Regions from separate parts of the Oryctolagus cuniculus genome. Here region 1 is linked to region 2. The links are chromatin contacts, called in public Hi-C maps. All regions are on one chromosome and are shown on one strand. Each heading gives the region's core, a stretch centred on a gene start, on an enhancer-like site or on the middle of the called end of the contact. The rest is flanking DNA. Distances are from core to core; before and after follow the strand shown. Region 1 overlaps RORA (RAR related orphan receptor A). Region 2 overlaps ANXA2 (annexin A2).

Evidence for each region. Hi-C and Micro-C count contacts between places; a contact is called where the count stands out from the background.
Region 1: a Hi-C map of psoas muscle shows a contact between it and region 2, with 4 times the contacts expected there. The contact joins two enhancer-like sites. A contact is called at or near these places in 2 of 6 Hi-C or Micro-C datasets (psoas muscle and an unstated tissue).

The regions. Positions count from the first base shown.
Region 1 is chr12:83,413,216-83,418,471 of mOryCun1.1, reverse strand. It overlaps RORA (RAR related orphan receptor A), which reads left to right. Exons shown (of 12, transcript XM_051821923.2): 6 at 1-139. Among named protein-coding and RNA genes, the nearest start is that of ICE2, 38 kb to the right of the region's middle. Within about 2 kb of position 3,996, at least 1 of the 8 cell types and tissues checked has an H3K27ac peak or open chromatin away from gene starts, as enhancers often do.
Region 2 is chr12:83,268,672-83,273,817 of mOryCun1.1, reverse strand. ANXA2 (annexin A2) reads left to right here. Exons shown (of 13, transcript XM_051821925.2): 5 at 454-567; 6 at 3,578-3,668; 7 at 5,131-5,146. Among named protein-coding and RNA genes, the nearest start is that of ANXA2, 39 kb to the left of the region's middle. Within about 2 kb of position 1,572, at least 2 of the 8 cell types and tissues checked have an H3K27ac peak or open chromatin away from gene starts, as enhancers often do.

The DNA of each region.
Region 1 (5,256 bases), core at 2,747-5,246, 140 kb before region 2:
TCCCCCGACCAGTCGGGTCTGGACATCAACGGGATCAAACCGGAACCCATATGTGACTACACACCAGCATCAGGCTTCTTTCCCTACTGCTCCTTCACCAATGGAGAGACCTCCCCGACCGTGTCCATGGCAGAATTAGGTAAATGGTGCGGGCTTCTACGGGCGTGCTCTACTCAAGCCCCTTGCAGGGCAGGGGTCCAAGGAGTGACGTCATTAACCTTCACCCTCCAGCCGCTTCTTGTCCCCGCCCCAGTGCCTCCTTGCTTTTCACTGTCCTGTGTTTCTCATGCTGTAGCCAAGGAACGCTTTACCCTTTCTGCATCCCAAATGACCCAAAGGGAAGGTGGGCATTGCCCTGGAAGTTCAGGGAATGGGATGAACTTCATGAGATATTTAATTCTATCCCAGGGTATTGTTTTAGACCCAAAGTCCTAAAAAACAAAAACACACAATCTATAAACTAAACCTGGATCAGTGTACAGTTCTAAAAGTTTTGATTCGAGGGTTGGCATTTGACCTAGTAGTTTAAGATGCTCGCATTCCACACTGGAGTGCCTGGGTTCTGGTACCAGTTCCCGATTTCACTTTCCTGGCTAATGCATACCCTGGGCAGCAGCAGGTGATGGTTGAAGTATATGGGCCCCTGACACCTACATGACCTGAAGTGAATTCCCTGGCTTGAGCCCTAGCCAATCCCGGCTGTTGTGGGCATCCAGGGAGCAGGTGAGCAGATGGGGTCACAGGCATGCGCACTCGCTCCCTCTCTCAAATAAAGAATTTGATTCAGTTGCTAAAATTTTCAATGTTTGGTTTTAATTGATTCATTAGTTTTAAAGAGTTATTTATTTGAAAGAGCCACAAAGAAGGAGAAACAGAGATCCTCCATCTGCTAGTTCACTCCTCAGATGGCCCCAACAGCCAGGGCTGGGCCAGGCCAAAGCCAGGAGCTTCATCCGAGTCTCCCACGTGGGTGATAGGGATCCGGGCACTTGGGCCACCTTCCGCTGCTTTCCCCAGGTGCATTAGTAGGGAGCGGGATTGGAAGTGGAGCAGCTGGGACACAAAGCGGCACCCATATGGGATGCTGGTGTCACAGGCAGTGGCTTAAGCTGCCACAACACTGGCTCCCACGGTGTAGTATTAGAGTATTTAGCAGATCCATAACTTCATATGGTCACCCTTTCTTTGTGGCAAGACCAGTTACCATCTCCTCATCCAGCTATTTTGAAAAATTGAATATTGTTGACCACGGTCTGCCTCCTATGCACAACACCACGACATTGTGCCCTTTGTCCCATGTCCTTCCTGTCACACTCTGTGCTGTCAGCTGGGCCAGCCACACTGCAAAGTTCTGACTCTGAGCTTCTTGTGGACGAGAAAAGAAATATGCCCCAGCATCGGTGAGTGCCAGCAGCCACCTGGAAGCAGTCAGAGGCTGGCACCTCCGGGTGGGCCTACCCCACTCCTCTCATTCCTAGCATCCGCTCAGCCCCTGTGCACATCTAAGTTTTACAACCCGGATGTATAGTATAAATGTGAAAGAGAAATCAGCTTCGTTACTTGCCAGAATGCTTTGATGATGGGTGTTGGCGACAAAATTAGTCTATTTCATATAAGGCTCATCATACTCCCCACCACCACCACCACAGGGGAAAAAAAAAAAACACAAAGCCACATCATTTCCTTATTGCTGGGACACGACTGCTTTTGGGAGCTGTGACCCAGAAATGCTGGTAACACAGACAATGGGACACTTTCCATTCCGAGGAAGTTGCACTCACGTCCTCGGCTATATTTAATAGATTTTTAAGGGCAGCACTATTATTAGAGAAACTTTGATGAGAACCTGTGTGGCTCGAGAACCTGAGCTGCTCTTCCCAGTGACTCCTCGTCCAAGGTTACAGTCCTTTGGGATATTTCAATTAGTTGCCGTGGAGGGGACTACGTGGGGTACGAGGAGAGAATGGAGACTTCAGATGGGAAAGAACCAGCAGGTTCTGACTTGAGCACAGAAATCCTCAGTGCACAGAAATAATGGCTGTGTTCTTCGCAGGGTTTCTCCACCTCTGTGCCCCCATAAAACATCTTTTAGGTGAAAATTTATATTTCCCGTAAAATCTTTCTCCAAATAGAACAAATTGAATGTTCTTTACGGTTTTTACACAAGCATCTCTTTATGAAGCTAAATTTAAATCCTCAAGAGCCAGGGACATTTTAAGCCTGGTTTTCAACCGCTGAACGGTATTAAAGGTGGATCGCAGCTCTTTTGATTAGCGGAGAAACCTCTGAGCTAAAAGAGAGGCAGGGTACAGGTGGGTTTGATTTTTCGTTTCGTTTTGTTTTTGTTTTCTTAAACAAGAACAAAAACTTTTCTGTTTCTGTCGTGAAATCTTGGTTGGCTGAATCTGAAGCGCAGCGGTCCCGAAAGTGAACATTTCAGACCTGAGCGAGGACTTGATTGAAAGCTGACATGGAACCATGGAAAATGACCTGACTCACTTCAGGCTTGCGTCCAGACCTTGCCATAAATACCAGTGCATCATCCTGTTTGCTGGGCAAATGTTCAATCCTGAAATAAATCCGTAGGGCTTGGCCAAAGTCTCGCTTTTGGGACGCGGTACTCTGGCTAAACGGGTTTTAAGACCCGAGAGGGCCCAGAAACAGCTGAGCCGATTCTCCCAGGTCCACAGGGAAATTGGCTTCCCCTTCTCCCTGGGTCCCCTTCCAGTGCGGTCTGGGAGCCCTGCACCCTCACATGCACCTTCCAAGTGAGGGAGTGTTCTCCTGGATGGTGGCATTTTCTAGGATGACCTAAGTTCACGCGTCACCAGCAGTCCCAAATCTAAATGTCGGCAACAACATCACTGAGCTCTCATTTTGAGGTACAGAGTAGTTGGAGCTCAGAGTAGCGTCCACATGGCCCACGACCTGCCTACAGTTCTCGCTGATTTCCTTTCAGGCCTAAGGTCTTCTCACTCTTCAAGATTGTTGACATCACTTTAGGCCAAACTTCCTCATCAGACTTGAAACAAATCAAACAATAGGAAAATAAGTTGCAAATGACCATATCCTAAGTCCACATCTACCTTTGCATCAGTGTCAAATCCACAACCTGCTACTTTTATTGGAAATCCACTGTCACCCCTGGCTAGGAAGGACTGCCCTTTGGGGATAGTTAGTTCCCAATTTTACATTCCAGGGAAAACAACTTTGATTTCGTTTTTAAAAAAGTACTCATTGTGTTTATTCCTACAACTGAGAAATACAACTTCATGCAGAAGCTAGGCAGTTCTGTCTTCCAGAGACCTGCATCGAGTTAGCGTGGGCCATGGGCTTAGCCCAAGTCACCCGAGCCAGGACAGATCCAGTCAGCTGCAACTGGGCGTCTCCCTCCCTACAGAAGATGAATCAGAGCTGTGCCGATGGCCAGCGAGGACACCTGGGAGCAGCCCGCCTCCTCTCTCTCTGGCTCCGTTTTCTCGTCTGTAAGATGAAGACAATCCAGGCTCATCTCCTGGGGTTGTCACAGCATTAAGCAGGAAAATGTGTGTATTCACACATGGAAATGCCAGGGCTCTGACACATCGTGAGTGCTACGTGCATGTGAGCAATTTCTGTTGTTAACGCCCCTATCTGCAAAACGAGGCACATCCGCACGACACCATGCTTCTCAAGTTCCTCTCCCCATGAAAACCTGTGACTCAAAAGCCAGCGTTTTCCACCTCCAGTGCCCAGACACTGGCGGTGTCGAGGAAGCAGCCATGGTTGAGGAGGTGCAGGCTCGCCCAGTCCCACAGCGAGACATATGTCCGCTGAGCCCAGACCAGAAAGCACTCCTGCTAACCACTAGTTCCAAGATATCTCACTCTTCCAGCCGGGTTCTCTCGGAAACCACACTGACTTCTCAACTTCTATCCAGTCTGACCATATTCTCCCTTGCTGAACTACAGGTTTAAAAATAGCCAGGTGTTTGCAGTCCCACACTTGCCAAATCTGCCCTGACTTGGGATCAAAGGCAAGAGAGGGTGAGCAGTTGGTGGGAAGGCAGCCACTGCCCTCTGCTGGTGTGTCATGGGCATTGCATCGTTTGGCTGTTGGAAAAGCTGGAGTCGGCGAGAAGCAGCAGCATTTTTTTTTACCACAAGTCCAGCAAGATGCTGACCATCTTAAATGAAAACGCATAACCTGGAAGGGAATGATAGGGACCTCCTCCCAATGTTCACATCACAGGAATCCCACTTCCCTGGGAACACACCTTTTTTTTCCCCACATCTACAAAAGAATTGCCTAACATTTCAGAAATAATCTTTTGTACTGAGGGCTCTTCCATTAGGAAATAGTTCACTACCATATTTACAAATCTGGGGCCGGTGCTGTGGCGTAGCAGGTAAAGCCGCCGCCTGCAGTGCCAGCATCCCATATGGGCACCAGTTTGAGTCCCAGCTGTTCCACTTCCAATCTAGCTCTCTGCTATGGCCTGGGAAAGCAGTAGAAGACCTCTCTCTCTCTCTACACCTCCTTCTCTCTCTGTATAACTCTTTCAAGTAAATAAATCAATCTTTTTTTTTACATTTATTTATTTGAAAGAGAGGTCTTCCATACACTGGTTTCACTCCCCAACTGGCCACAACAGCCAGAGTTACGCCGATCTAAAGCCAGGAGCTTCCCCCAGGTTTCCCACGTGGGTGCAAGGGCCAAAGGACTTGGGCCATCTTCTACTGCTTTCCCAGGCCATAGCAGAGAGCTGGATCAGAAGTGGAGCAGCCGGGACTCGAACCGGCGCCCATATAGGATGCTGGCTCTGCAGGTGGCAGCTTCACCAGCTATGCCACAGCGCCGACCCCTATTTTAGCCTTTATTTCCTTTTCACAAGCAGCACCATCTGACAGAGTTTAGTAGCTGCTGTTTTCTCTCCATCTCTTTCCTTCCAACTCGGTCTTCAAATTTTTTTCACTTGACAGGGAGAGCAGGCGAGTGTGCTCTTATTTGCTGGTTCACTCCCAAATGCCTGCAACAGCCAGCACTGGACCAGCCTGAAGCGGGCGCTGGGAACTTAATCCAGGTCTCCCACGTGGGTGGCAGGAACCCAAACACTTGAGCCTCACAGTTGCATTAAGGGGAAGCTGAGGTCAGGGGCCTGAGGCAGGAATTGAACCCAGGCACTCCAGTGCAGGTTGCAGGAGTCTTACCAGCTAGCCTGTAATACCTGCCCTTATGTTTTACGTTTTCATGCTACCGATTGATGCTGCTTTAGTG
Region 2 (5,146 bases), core at 323-2,822:
TTCCAGTCATGTCAGGGCCTCTGGTTCCTTCTGGACACTTGGTGGAGTCACCCCCAGAACAGCTGCAGGACATCAGCAGGCCACAGGGACTCTCTGCGTTCCAGCCACCTTAGCCTTGCCAGGGGCCTTGACCCCTGGAAAGAGCCCTGCCTTCATGGGTGGCTACTGTTCTCAAGTGTGTTACAAAGGCCCTGGTGCTGTTTGCCAGCCCAGCGTCCTTTTCATGATTGCGGGAGAAGGTACTGTGAGCTTAGATGGTAAGGGACTTTGTTAGGACAAAGCCAGACCTCTGGCTCCGAGGGAGGAAGTGCCTTGGAAGGACTTCAACCCAAGGCCCGGGAGTGGTCTAAGGCTCACGGGCTGCTTGGACAAACAGATCCCTCTCTTGGTTGCGGGTGAGTTTTAAGGGGAGTGTGACTTACCACTTTCCCTGCAATTGCCTGTCTCCCGAAGGAGCTGCCAGCCGCCCTGAAGTCAGCCTTGTCGGGCCATCTGGAAACGGTGATCTTAGGCCTGTTGAAGACACCTGCTCAGTATGACGCTTCGGAGCTGAAGGCCTCCATGAAGGTAAACACGTGTGCGCCGTCCTCTCTGGCAGATCTGCCGTTAATACTGGTGAATTGCAGCTCTGAGTGTAATTAGGTGATTGTCAGTTTTGTTGAGTTCTCATTTGGAGCCATTTTTTTTTTGAATGAACTGAAGCTCTAAGTTTCAGGATTTGTACCAAAAATATTTCAATTACTTTTTTTGAAACTAAAGAAATTTCATGATGCTGAGAAGTCAGTTACCAGCTGCTACTACTCGGCACCTGGGCAATTGGAATACCATTTGGGAAAACGACTTCCTTGATTACACTTCCTCCATGAAAGACGTGTTGTGATATTAAGGAAAAGAAAAACTCAGCTTTTGTTAAGTGAAGCTTGCAAATTCTGCCCATGGTGCGTCTTCCTCTGACCTTCCCCTTGTCGTCCCATTGTTCGCTCCAGAGGTAGGCAGAATCAGAACACGGTAAGTGCACACCAGGGGCGACTTCAGAATGTGAGCAACACCTGTATTTAGTTCAATGTCTTGTTACTTGTATTACATTACTCCCCCCACCCCAAGTTATTTTGAATGTGAGATTTTAGGTGAAACGGCATAGGAGATTCTAGGTTGCAAACCAAATTAGATATACGGAAGACATCACGTATGATATTCTGCTAAATCGATGCACAAACATAAATGTAGATTCCGGTGAGAGCAGACCAGCTCTGCGCAGCATGGCTGCAGTTTCGGTGATCCGAGGCTGCCCTCTGCTGATGTAACTGGGGAAAAGCCTCCATGGCAGGGGGGCGGCCATATTTGTGATTTTTTTTTTTTAATTCGAAGCCCGAGTGCGCTGTCTTCAGATTATGAACAGACCCCGCTGGAAGCCTGGCCCCAGAGCTAACGTCACATCCCGGCGGCCAGCCTTTGCCCAGGGAGCACCCGGAGAGTGTGGCCGCTTCACAGTCACTGAGCCAAGGGGCCGGAACTTGGTAGCTCAGGGCTGCTGGAAGATGCGTTGTTCAATCTCCCTGCTCCTCAGCTCCTCGGCTCAGCCCAGGCCGGGCTCAGTGTATCTGAGCAGACTTGCTCTAAGTTTCCCTGGGAGGCCCTAGCGAGAAGGAAGGCGTGATTCAGGATAAAATGTCAACAGCATTTAACGATGCTGCTTGATAAGGAGAGCATTCCTCGGGAAAATGAGCGGCCGAACCGGCCGGTCTCGGCATCCGTCAACGCTTCCGATTTTGTCAGGGATCCACTGAGTTGTGATTCCTGTGCTTTGGTGTCTGTTACTTGGCGTTGGTGACTTGAAACCCTCACAGATTGGAGCTGTTCCTCACTGTTGTCATCCATGTACCAGGGCCCGCTGCAAGGTGTTTTAACTGCTGAATCTTTGGCCTGGTGCCAGCCCTTCCATTAGCCATCACGGCTGAGTACCCTTCTGAAACCCATAAAGCTTGAAGTGACATTAATTGAACTAAAAAACCAAATCAAACCAAAAAAAAAAAAAAAAAAAAAACCCACAACAATCTGTTTTGACTTCTGGCGATACCAGTGGCAATATCTACCGTATGTTACAGTAGAAGTTACCCTTGTGGTAGGAATTGTGGGCAGCCTGTGTGCAAAGCTTGGGCCAAGGTTTGGAGATTGCCAAGGTCACCTTCCACTGCAGAGATAAAAGACAGTGTTCGAAACCTCAGGTATTAGCAGTGGTATGTCAGTGATGGAAGGAAGCAACTCTTAAAAATCTTCCCAGGTCTGTCCTGTATGTGTCCAGGGTCAGGGGCTCGCATTTCTTCCTAGGCACAGGTTGTCTGCAGGCTTCTTGAAACTCCAGTCTCAACTGCCCCTTCCTAAAAATACTCAAACAGCCCTTTTGCTATTTTGTGACATCTGTTTAGAATGATGTGTGGACCTCTTACTATCGAGGGAAGCAAGTTCGGCCTCGTGGGGATCTCTACAAATTCTGATTAAAAACTCTGGAAGAAGGGCCAGAGGCTCCAAGATGAGATTAAGAGTAAAACTCAAAATTAGCCATTAACCTGAGGCTTAGCTCATATTACACAAGCCATTTTTGAGGGGCATATAAACCCTAATAAGTTTAATTAATACCTGACACACTTTTCATGTGGAGAAGTAAGTTTCTTATTGTATTAACACCTTATAATTGATTTACATTTTAAACAGTTGTAATTCTACTCAGTTCAAAGTGTTATTTCCATATTCGAAAGACAAGTCTTAGAGAATCCTGATTATTAAATCTTGACTTTGATCATGAAGCTAGCTTTGAAATACATGTTTCATTGAGTTCTTTCAAGCTATCTGGCACGCTCTAAAGTGTGTGTATTAAATTTGAATACATCGCCCATCAACTTCTTACTCCCTAATAAAGTGTTGGTGTCTAGATTTATTTGGCATTTCATTATTTCCTTTTGCTTCCCTAAAATGCCCATAGAGTGCATAATCATTAAGCAAAAATAGGAGCACAAGAATGAAATTTTTAACAGTCACCCAATTTTACATTTCAAAGAAGTGAAGCTAAAATTTTTATCTCCACTGTACCTCTCCCTGCTACGCAGACTTACTCTTGATCTAATGATACTGGGAGCAACCGACAACATCAATTTTCAATATCCCTTTATTTTAAATTAGTGGGATGAATTGTTTTATGAAAAAAAATTGTTTCCAGCTCTTTAAAAAGTGGGTGGCTGTTACAGAAATTGAGAAATCAAGAGGAAGAGGCGGTTACTCTGAACCACTGTGGACACTGTGGCGTGTTCTGTCTCTGGCATCCACTGTTTGCTTTTTGAAAACATAGTTGAGCTTAGACATGCCACTTACACCATCTTGCAGTCAGGCGAGACATTTTTTTTGTCAAGGAGTAGGAGACACTGTAGAAGCAGAAGACACAGGAGATATATCGACAACAGTGCAGAGAGGAGAAAGCTGTCCAATCCAAACCAGGCTTGCAGTTGACCTGATGGAGAGCAGAGCCGTAGGTTAATGGTGCAGAAGGCCTTTCCTCCTAATGTTTGTGCTTCCGGCTTCACAGGGGCTAGGAACTGATGAGGACTCCCTCATTGAGATCATCTGCTCGAGGACCAACCAGGAGCTGCAGGAAATTAACAGAGTTTACAAGGAAAGTGAGTAGCCCCGTTTCTGTGGCTCCACCATGGCTGCCTTGCTTAGTGCCTGGATGATGGATGTGCACGCCAAGGTTGGCCATGCCTCTCCTCCACCTCCTTATTGTCTGTGTTTAAAAAATATACATTTACTCATTTGCTTCAGAGGCAGACAGACCTCCCATGTGCTGGTTCACTCCCCAAATGCCCACAGTGGCCCAGGTTGGGCCAGGGCAAAGCTGAGCACCAGGAACTCAATCCAGGTCTCCTCTGTGGGTGGCAGGGACTCAACTACTTGAGCCACACCTCGTGGCTCCCAGGGTGCACGTTAGCAGGACACTGGAAATGGAAGTGGAGCCGAGACTCAAACCCGTGCACTCCAACGTGGGATTCAGGAGTTCCAACCTGGCACTTACCCACTAGGCAAAGCGTGTTCCATTAGCATTTTTGCAAAAGGGTGGAAAGGCGGGAAAGAAGAAAAAAAAAACCTATTTCTAAAACAATATTTAATGGGAAGGAGAAAGTCTTCTAGATAGATTCTACCTGCTGGGGGCTCTTTAGTTTCTGCTTCTGAGGTTCCCAACCGCGGACTGAAGAATTATTGCAAGACACCTGTGGACTCTGCACCCAGCCGTGTGGAAGGCTGGGGGTAAAATAAGTCACGCAGCTGACATTGCTACTGCATCTCGATGTAGATGCTGTGTGAAGTAGTGACCTGTTGGGGCCGGCGCTGTGGCGTGATAATCTAAGCTTCTGCTTGCCGCGCCGGCATCCCATATTGGCACCAGTTCGTGTCCCGGCTGCTCCTCTTCCCATCCAGCTCTCTGTTTATGGCCTTGGGAAGCAGTGGAAGATGGCCCAACTGCTTGGGTCCATGCACCTACATGGGAGACCTGGAAATAGCTCCTGGCTTCAGATCAGCTCAGCTCTGGCTATTGGTGGCCATTTAAGGAGTGAACCAGTATATGGAAGATCTCTCTGTCTCTCCCTCTGTCTATCTGTGAATCTGCCTCTGAAGTAAATATAAAAATCTTAAAAAAAAAGATGAACTATAAATTCATCCAGAAGTATTACTAATTCTTACTTGTTTTTGTCATTGTGCTTTTTTTCAATTAGTGCACAATGACAAAAAAGCACAAGGGTGTGTGTGTGTGTGTGTGTGTGTAGAGATTTCTAGATTTTGTGATATTCAGAATAAGTGTTTGCAGTCAAGCAGTTGGGAACCAGTATTTTTCCTCTGAAAGAGCCGCTGACTGCAGATGAGCCCGAGGATCCCTGGGTTGACCCGGCCCCGTCTGTCCCTGGTCCCTGATGAGAACAGGCTCCGATCTCACCCGGAGGAGGCACTCTCCATTGGGGATGCTTCTGTGCTGACGTGGCTGTCTCTGCTTTTCAGTGTCTTAGTGGGCAGGGGGGAAGCTGGGTGGGTGGGTAGCTGGGTGTGTGGACAGGAAACGTAAAACCGGCTGTGTTGTTTCCCTAGTGTACAAGACCGACCT